Regions from separate parts of the Pan troglodytes genome. Here region 1 is linked to region 2. The links are chromatin contacts, called in public Hi-C maps. All regions are on one chromosome and are shown on one strand. Each heading gives the region's core, a stretch centred on a gene start, on an enhancer-like site or on the middle of the called end of the contact. The rest is flanking DNA. Distances are from core to core; before and after follow the strand shown.

Region 1 (4,822 bases), core at 192-2,691, 210 kb after region 2:
TCACCTGGTGGAAATGCACCCCCAGAAAATCACTTCGCAGAATAACAAGGAGACTCATGCTGCTGGAGTAGAAAGAGCAATGGACAAGGAAGGGGCCCGGGTTCCGGTACAGGCTCTGCCCTTACTGTGCTCCCCCAAGGACCATGCCTACCATCATGGGGCTTTTGTTTCCTTGTCTCTGAAAGGAAAGGGCTAGATCAGATTAAATTAAACAATCACTAAGTACCAGATATGTGCAGGGGAAATGTGCTGTTGGAATGAAAAAAAAGAAAAAAGAAAAAAACAGCCAAATTTCAGCTCCAGTCCTCAAGGAACATGCAGTCTAGTTGCAGTTGGTTAGCCATGGTACTGCTTGGTTAGAACATGAGGCCCCAAGGGGGGCTGAGTGACATTCACCTCTTTGAGATTTAGGAGGCAGAGCCTCCTGGTCTCATCTCATCCCTCCCTGACTTGAGCAGTCTCAGGTTGGAAGTGATGTCACCGCGGAGATTTCACAGCCAGAGGAGGGCCTGAGGACCCCTTCTTCTGCCACTGGCCATTGCTATAGTATGGAGCCTCTAAGTTCATATACCCCACCAGACACTCAAGAGTGCCAGGCAGGATGGGAGGGGAGTACAGATGGTCAAGATGCTGCCCTGGCCTGAGCTGTTGCCCAGCGCTGTTCTCTCTGTCACAGTCAGGCCAAACAGACCTCAGCTGGGAAGCCCGGAGCTGAGAGAAATCTTAGTGAGTTGGTGGGTGTCACTGTCTGCTGGAGGGCCACTGTGGGAGGCAGCGAGCCTGGGGTTCCTGGAGGTATCTCCAGACAGCCTGGAGCCTGGGTAGTGGGACAAGCAGTTTCCTATGAGGCCTCAGGCTGGAGGGTCGTCTTGGCGTTAGGATCCGGCAGATGCTGGGTCTCACATACAGCGCCTCTCACTCCCACTCGCCTGCTTTCCATCAGCCGCCCGCTTCCTTCCACATCTGTGCACTCAGCAGCCGTGGCTACCTATGAATTCCCACTTGGAAGAAGCAGATGGTGATTTATAGCCACTGGCTGCCAACTCCCTCTGGGCCTATCTTGAAGTCCCCTGTCCCTCTCCTTCTGCCTCTCACACTGGGTCTCGGGAGGCCTGCCAGTCTGTTTCCCCGGAGGCTGAGTAAGAGCCCCAATTCCAAGCCATATTTCTCTTCTTTGGTTTCTATTTCCTTAACAGTGACCTCTGTCCAAGGGCAGCATGCCCCAGCATGCGCCTCTCTCCCTCTGCTCTTCCGAACGCAATTATGTGGCTATCACTAGCTTAGTGCCAGGACTTGGATTCCTTTAGCTCTTAGGCTGCTGCTTCTCCATCTTCCCCCACCCCTATGCCAGATTCGTTCTCTGCCCTCCTAGGGAGAGAGGAGGTTGGGGATGCGGGGTGACTCCTGTGGACTACATCTCCCAGAATGCCTCGTATTTGCCTTCCAGCTGGACTTAGCCAATGGGAGGCACCCAGAAGAGGTTAGCAGTTGGGAGGAAAGATAGCTCACGGTATTTCTTCTCACCGATTTTCCACCCTCTCCCTGCTTTGGTGTCATGTACTGGTCTTAGGTGCTGCCCTGCATGACTCCAGTTGCCACCAGTCATCCCCTCCTCCAGAGTTTCCGTTTTTACTGGACCACAATTATACTGTTTTTCTCCTCCTCCCTTTAGCCTTGGGGTAGTAATGACTGCCGCTGTTGCTGGTCCCCAGAGCCTCACCATCCAGGTGCATTCCCACAACTCTGCCCACACCACTGTGAATAGTCTTTTTATGTACGTGTCTGAGCCTTCTGGGGTGAATATTACCATATCGATGCAGTAGTCTTCTAGCTTTCATTTCAGAGTTTGACTCACAGCACTTTAGAAATCATGTAATTTTTTCCCACCAAGATCACTGGAGTGGATGCTTTGCTTTTAATATCACGCTTACTACAAGTTCTAGACGAACGCTAGAAAGGTTAAATTCCTTGATAAAGCCAGGGGAAGAAAAGACACTGTCTCAGAGACAAGATAAAAAGGTCCTACAAGAACAGCAAGAAGTTGTTCCCATGATTGATGACATTCTTGATTCTAACTCCTTGATGAAGAGAAGGGAGGGAGAGCCAGGCTCTGGAAGAAGAGAGTGAGACAGAGTGACCCCAGGTATGCTTATTTTTAAAAGGAAAAAACACCCTGAAAGAAGCCATGTGCCTGCCACCACAAATGAACACATGCTTACTTGTAAATTTTTACTTCAGATCTTTTTAAAAAGAAATAAAACATTACAGAATTAAAATATCTCATGTCCTCACACCAGTCCTGTTCCTCTCCCTCCCTCCCCAGAGCAACCCTATGATGGTTTCCATGTGTCCCAGTTCATGTCTTTATATTTTCACCACACATGAATGTATTGATAAACAATATATAACATTTTTCCATGTTTTTAAATTTGTTTCAAAAAGTGTATCATCCTATACATAATATTCTGCAACTTGCTTTTATTGCTCAAAATTGTGTATTCTAGATCTAGCTATATTGATATATGTAGATTGGCTCCATGCCTTCTAGTTGCTGTACAGTAATTCATCATACAGACTTATTTGTTTTACTCATATCCTCAATTGTGGGCATTTTGTGGTTTTCATTTTTTTTTGTTTCTATAAGCAGTATTTATAAAACATGTACAGGAATTTCCCTAAGATATAACCTAGAAGAGGAGAGTTCAGTCATGGGTACAAGTGTTTTCAATTTTATTAGATGTTACCAAAATTGTTCTTTAAAATGGTTTTTCCTACCTGCTGAATTCCTGTTTCCCTATATTTTCACCAATACTTTGTATTGTTGTGATTTTCTGTTTTTACCAAGCTAATAATGTGCAATTGAATTTCCTTGTTTAAACCAAATACCCTCACTTACTGTTGAGGCCCAGACATCTTTTCATAGGTATATTGGACATTCAGGGTTCTTCTGTGAATTGTTGGCTTATAGTCTTCATTTTTCTATTGGAATCTTTGTCCTTTAAAATAATGACTTAAATAAATTCTTTATATTTTTTGAATTATTAATCCTTTTTAATTTGCTTTTTACTTTTCCAGAAGTTTATAATTTTAACATTTTTCTTTATGATTTCTGACATTACTGTCTTATCTCCATACCATAAAAACATTCTCTTGAGCATTTAGGTCCTTAAGCCATCTGAAGTTTATTTTTAATTGTGGTGTGAGGTAGGGATCTAATGTTTTTGTTTTTGTTTTCCACAGAGGAAGCCAACATACTTATTGAATGGTTCAGTTTGTCCACTAATTTATAACGCCTCCTTTATCATAAACTAAGCTCCATTTTATGGTGGATCTATTTCTGGGCTTTCCATTCTGTTTTACTGATCTATCTGTCTATTCCTGCTCCACCCACCCCCACCTGGCTTCAGCTGAGACTGTCACATAAAACCCATGGCTTTCTATCCTGACTCCCATGTCCAACATCAGCCTCCCCAGTTTTGCCCCACACACATCTACTAGACCTATCTTTCCAAGAGTCATCATTGCCTAATTTATTACGTGCCCACTGTATGCTAGGCAGCATGCCAACTACACATGCATTATTCATTTGTTTGTCACTGCCCTGTAAGTCAATGCCTATTTTGCCAATCGGGACATCAAGGCTCAGAAATTGAGTAACTTTCCCATGTCACACAGTTAGTAAAAGACAAAGTAGAGACTGGAACTCAGGTCTGTCTCCAAAGTGTTGGTGGCTCTCCAGTTCCATTTTCCAGCATTCTCTACCTCTACAATCTGTCCATCTGTAAAATGGGGATATTCATCCCTCCCTCTCAGGGTTGTTATAAGAATTGTGTGAGATTAGATATGTGAAAGCATTTAGCACAATGCCTAGCCCATAGTAAGTATTCAATAATCATCAGCCAAATTTGAATAAGAAGCAGGCAGCAGTTGCTAAAAGTTTTCTTAAAAAGTCAAACCTTACCCCAGCCCATTTATCCTGGCTTTAGAATCCCAGCAGGAGATGAGTGAGTCAGTGGGGGTGAGTGCCTAGGGATAGAAGTAATCTTTGGATCGCTCCCCCTTCCACTCTTCTTCTGGTTAGAGGCTCCCAAGAGCAACAGGAAGACCAGAATATGGGAAGCTGATGAGGATAGGAAACCCTTAGAAATCATACTGAGTCCCTGCTGAACCTCAGAGGCTGCAGGCCAACTGCTGTTCTGAAGTTCTGGACTTGCACAGCAAGCCTGTCTATTGAATGGCCATCACGACCCAGATTTCACATCTCCAGGCACCTGGGGCTGGAGGGGGGTTTCTTCCTCCCTGTTTGGGCTGCCTGGACTAAGGCTATAGCCAGAGTCCCCTTCTCTTTAGTGACTGCCATGTCAACAAGGCAACTGTAGACCTCCCTCAGAGGAGGCAGGTGAGAGAAGACAGCCTTTCGGGGCAACTCTCTGGCTAATGGGAAGCACATTGATGAAGGAAGCCGACTGACTTGAAAAATCCAGCACCAGCATGCAGGCTGCCTTTAAGGCTGGAGGATTATGGCCACTTGCAATTTTCTTGCTAATTAAAGTTTTCGTAGGAAAAGCAAACACATATCTACACATGTATGTATGAACTTGCACGCTGATTGTATTTCAGAAGCAGTGGGCTGAATGCTTTGGTTGCTGGCTTTCTTTGACTCCACCACTCACATCTGCGCTGTGTCATTGACAGCTCTGGCCATGGCCCCAGGGCACTCTGCAGGGGTCAGAATAACAGAGAAAAACAGCAGTGGGGAGGACAGCACACTCTCTCCCTTGTTTGACTTGGAACTCCTGCCTGAGTCTTGCAAGAAGCAATA
Region 2 (4,939 bases), core at 2,282-4,781:
CTTTCTTCCCAACCAGTGGGAGGTGAGGGGGGGCGGTTGACAAGTTATATGGACTCCCTCATAGTCTTAACTGGCCTACTCGTAGCCAGCCGATCTGAGGCCTGGGGAGCACAGAGATAGGTCCAGGACTGAGCTGTTTAGCAGAGAATACATAGCCTATAGCAACTGTGGGCCACTCAAGCATCAACCCCAGTTTCACAGCGGTTCTGGTTATTATAGGCCTCCTGAGGACACAGAGGAATACAGGCGCTGCCTTTTCTTTGGCAACAGCAGCTTCCAGTCTTGGCTCCCTTCCCTTCCCCTCTCCTTCCCCTCCCCTTCCCCTCTCCTTCCCCTCCCCTTCCCCTCCCCTTCCCCTCTCCTCCCCCTCCCCTTCCCCTCTCCTTTCCTTTCCTTTCCTCCCCTTCCTCTCTCCTCCCCTCCCCTCCCCTCCCCTCCCCTCCCCTCCCCTCCCCTCCCCTTCTCTCCCCTCCCCTCCCCTTCTCTCCTACAGTCTTACTCTGTCTGCCCAGTCTGGAGTGCAGTGTCACGATCTTGGCTCACTGCATCCTCTGCCTCCCGGGTTCATGCGATTCTTCTGCCTCAGCCTCCCGAGTAGCTGGGATTACAGGTACACGCCACCATACCTGGCTAACTTTTGTATTTTTTAGTAGAGACGGGGTTTCACTACGTTGGTCAGGCCGGTCTCGAACTCCTGACCTCAAGTGATCTGTCCACCTCGGCCTCCCAAAGTGCTGAGTTTCAAGTGTGAGCCATTGTGCCTGGCCTTTGGCTGCATTTTAGAATCACCCAACAGCCCAAGCCGTAGCCCAGAAATCAATCTTGGGTTGGGCCCAAGGATCAGTATTTATGAGCTCCCCAGGCCGTTGTGATGTGCCGCTCAGCGGAGAATCGCCGCTTTCGGAGGTCTGGCTCTTGGACCCTCTGCACCTTGGGGAAGTGTGACTGAGTAACAAGGCCATGGAAACCCAAGAACTCCTGTGCCTGTAGCAGGCCTGCTTGCCATTACGAAAAAGTACATGTCTGCAAAGTCAGCTCACAGGGTCTGTTGACTGCATGGTGAAGCGTCCAGGTGGGAACATAATGAGAGCGTAGTGTCGAGGGCTGGGTGGCCCAGAGTCAGGGCTTCCACCTGGGGAAGAGGCCTGGTAGTGAAAAAGAAAACAGCCTCATTACTTCTGTAGCCTTCTCTACTTGAGAATATCAAATGAGGTCTCTTGTTTTTCTTTTGGTGAGTATACTTCCAGACCAGCTGTTCTCAGCCTTGGCTGCACATGGGAATCACCTGCAGGCTTTCAAAGCACTGGTGCCCAGGGCCTACCCTCCTGGGATGAAGCTTTAACTGGTCAAGGGTGTGAGCTAGACTTTGGGGGTTTTAACAGCTCCCAGGTAATTTGCAGCCAAGGTTGAGAACCACTCTTCCAGACTTTAAAAATGAGGTTCCAAAATAAATAAAGATGCAGCTTATCAGTAATGGGGACCCTGAAGCAGGGTGTGGGGAGCAGATGCAGCTCTCTTGAGTGGGGCACACAGCTGTGACCCATGGCCCTGGTAGGGGCTTCCTGGACTTGGGCACGTGGCCAAGTTCATGTCAAGGCATTTTTCCCTCTCCCCATGTTTTGAAAATTTTAATTTAATTAGATATTGTTCTGGAGGAGCCCACCCTAACCATTTGTGTGCTTTCACTTGAGGAAATGTTTACGAACATGGAACTCCCCTCGTTTCTCTCTCCAGTCCCACTGCGCCCCTCTGGGCTAACCCACTGGGCTCTGAACATGCTGGCCTCAGCTCCTTGAATGGCCAAGCTCTTGGCTCCTCCACGATTTTCCACGTGCAGAGGCTTTCTCTGCCCACCATTTATTTTATTTTATTTTTTATTTTTTGAGACAGTGTCTTGCTAGGTCTCCCAGGCTGGAGTGCAGTGGCGTGAACATGGCTTACTGTCACCTTGACCTCCCAGGCTCAAGTGATCCTCCTGCCTCAGCCTCCTAAGTATCTGGGAGCCACACATGCCTGCCACTACACCCAGCTAATTTTTTTTTTTTTTTTGAGACAGTCTCGCTCTGTTGCCCAGGCTAGAGTGCAGTGGCATGATCTTGGCTCACTGCAGCCTCCACCTCCTGGTTCAAGTGATCCTCCCACCTCAGCCTCCTGAGTAGCTGGAATTACAGGCAGGTGCCACCATACTTTGCTAATTTTTATATTTTTTTGTAGAGACAGGCATCTCACTATGTTGCCCGGGCTGGTCTTGAACTCCTGACCTCAAGTAATTCACCCACCTGGGGCTCCCAAAGCGTTGGGATTATAGATGTGAGCCACCGCACTGGCCTTGCCAATCCTACTTAAAATAGCCTCTTCCTGCTTACATTACTCTATATCACACAATGGGTTTATTTCCTGACATCACAACGTATAGCAATTAATTCTTTTGTTGTTTACATGTTTATTGTCTAGTCCATTAGAATATGAGCCTCATGAAGGTGAGACCATGTCTTGTTTGATTAATGTTGCACCCCAGGTGATAGCACAATGCTTAACCCATAACTTGTATTTAATACATTTTTGTTGAATTGATGCTTTAATAAAAAAGGGTGTATGTATTAAACTTTACAGTTAATACTCTTGTTGGCCAGGCACATGTTGTAATGAACAAAAGAGCCCACTAGGTGGTGCCAAGACCTCATGAGTAAACAGCCTACTCAGGAAAAAAACAGCGGAAAAGCACAATTCAATGTCCTTGGACTGGGGGAGTTTGTGAGGTCACTTATCAGTCGACATTCCCCCTTTTTGGGGCAGACTCATACTAACAGAATCCTAGTTTGAAAAGGATTCGTGATTTTTAAAGAGGTGCCTAGAAAAGGAATAACTTTAGGCTGGGCGTGGTGGCTCACACCTGTAATCCCTGCTACTCAGGAGGCTGAGGCAAGAGAATTGCTTGAACCTGGGAAGCGGAGGTTGCAGTGAGCCAAGATCGTGCCACTGCACTCCAGCCTGGGTGACAGAGTGAGACTCCATCTTAAAAAAAAAAAAAGGAATAACTTTAAAAGCTTTATCCAAAGAATGAATCCCATCCACATTATCCCCAGTAAGTCTACCCCTCTGCATCACAAGCTGAATGCCTCCGATGATGAGGAGCTCATTACTTCACCGGGAGATGCCATCTCCACTTTGGCAGCATACCGACGGGTGAAATGGCCCTTCAGCTCCAGGTCAGTCCTATCTCCCTGCATTCTTACATCAGCTAACATTGAGAAGCACCCATTTATTTTTATGAAGTTGGTTATTAACCTTTTCTCCAGGCTAAACAAGCCTTGTTTCTTTAGCTTTCCTTCTCTTGTTTCCAACGTCGCACAGAGGACCTTAAATTATTTTTTGGACTCAACATAATTTGATCTCAGAAACCTGCACAGCTGCAGTGAGCCTCAGGCAAGGGCTGTGGCTTTAGGGAGAGCCTCTGGTGTTCTGGGTCACTGTGGGCCAGCCCTCTCTGAAGTCTGCAGCCTCCTCCTTCCTTGTTCTGCAGGATTTAGCCACTACCACTGGAGGGCATGGGTTAGTCAGGTTTTTCTCTAAAACAGAGCCTGGCATGGCTTTCATGTAGGGAGTTTATTTTAGGGAGGCTGGGAAAGTGAACCAGGAAAGGAGGAAAGCCAATCCAAGTGTGCATTGTGAGCTGGTTACCCTTGGAGGCAATTGGGGCTCCATCCCTCTGGGGACAGTCTGATGAATGGAATGCTTTGTCTACATGAGGCCCGGGAGAGGATAATCTTTATTTACCAGCTCCCATTCCTATTGCCTAAATGAACAGTTCCCCCAGGGACTGTTCATTTCCGCCAGGTTTGCACAGGTGCTAGAATGGCTTGGCCTGCTCAGTGAGCATCTCACGGAAGGCAGGCCAAGAAGCCCCAGGGGCAGAAGACTAGGGGTGGCTAAGGCAAGGTGCCCTTGGCCTACACCTGTGCCCAGCCAGTTGCTGCAGCAAGGGCTGAGCACAAAGTGGGTCAAGGGAATGAGAGATGGGATAGATGTCCAGCACAGGGCCCTCAGAAGACAGGGTGATTATTTCCTGTTGTCACTTGTGAAGCATGTGTATGTGCACACTGTATACACCAGGTGGAGGGGTGTCTGGAGCCACATTTCTGTGTGTGTGTGCACGTGCACACTTGTATACACAGGGTGGTAGGGTGTCAGGGACTGCCTGATGAGCACCCTGGAACACATGCCAGAGGTCGGCATGTAGACTCTAAAGTTGATTTTGCCAAAGAGTGGGGCAGTTATGGTTCAGCTGCACAGCAAGCTCTCAGTCCCAGGGGCCTGTGCAGAATTCTAGTTCCCATTGCACACCTGCAATGATCACTAGGAAACAAGCCCCAAGACTGTTGTCTGGTAAGAAAATGACCAAGTGGAGATTCTGGGGCTGGCTTTGAAACCAGCTTTACCATCATTCTTTTTTTTTTTTTTTTGGGTTGGGGGGAGGGTCTTGCTCTGTCACCCAGGCTGCAGCAGTGGCACAATCTTGGCTTACTGCAACCTCCGCCTCCTGGGCTCAAGGAGTTTTCCTGTGTCAGCCTCCCACGTGGCTGGGACCATAGGCGTGAGCCACTATGCCTGGCTAATTTTTTTATTTTTTGTAGAGACAGGGTTTTGCCATGTTGCCCAGGCCAGTCTCAAACTCCTAACTCAAGTAATCCTCTTGCCTTGGCCTCCCTCCAAAGTGCTGAGATTACTATCATTCTTGATCAATTAGCTTGCAGCTTCCTTTCGGCTCAGTGCCCACCCACGTCATTTTTTTCTCTTCGCTCACCTCCCACCCACGTCATTTTTTTCTCTTTTAACTCAGCAGTTCTCCTCTCGGCTTCCCTTATATCTGCTACTCAGTTTATCTGTTTCTCAGTCAAGTGAGGGAGGTTGGAGAACAGTCCGGATATTTCAAGTATGG

The links. A called contact is a pair of places that touch in the nucleus more often than the background predicts.
Region 1: a contact with region 2 is called in a Hi-C map of induced pluripotent stem cells, with 2.7 times the contacts expected there. The contact joins two enhancer-like sites. A contact is called at or near these places in 2 of 7 Hi-C or Micro-C datasets (induced pluripotent stem cells and stem cell-derived neural progenitor cells).

Annotation. Positions count from the first base shown.
Region 1 is chr7:108,614,735-108,619,556 of NHGRI_mPanTro3-v2.0_pri, forward strand. All of the region lies in intron 12 of STK3 (serine/threonine kinase 3), which reads right to left. Among named protein-coding and RNA genes, the nearest start is that of KCNS2, 61 kb to the right of the region's middle. Within about 2 kb of position 1,442, at least 9 of the 24 cell types and tissues checked have an H3K27ac peak or open chromatin away from gene starts, as enhancers often do. A contact at or near this core is called in induced pluripotent stem cells, where this site is marked.
Region 2 is chr7:108,405,915-108,410,853 of NHGRI_mPanTro3-v2.0_pri, forward strand. No RefSeq gene overlaps it. Among named protein-coding and RNA genes, the nearest start is that of POP1, 46 kb to the left of the region's middle. Within about 2 kb of position 3,532, at least 7 of the 24 cell types and tissues checked have an H3K27ac peak or open chromatin away from gene starts, as enhancers often do. A contact at or near this core is called in induced pluripotent stem cells, where this site is marked.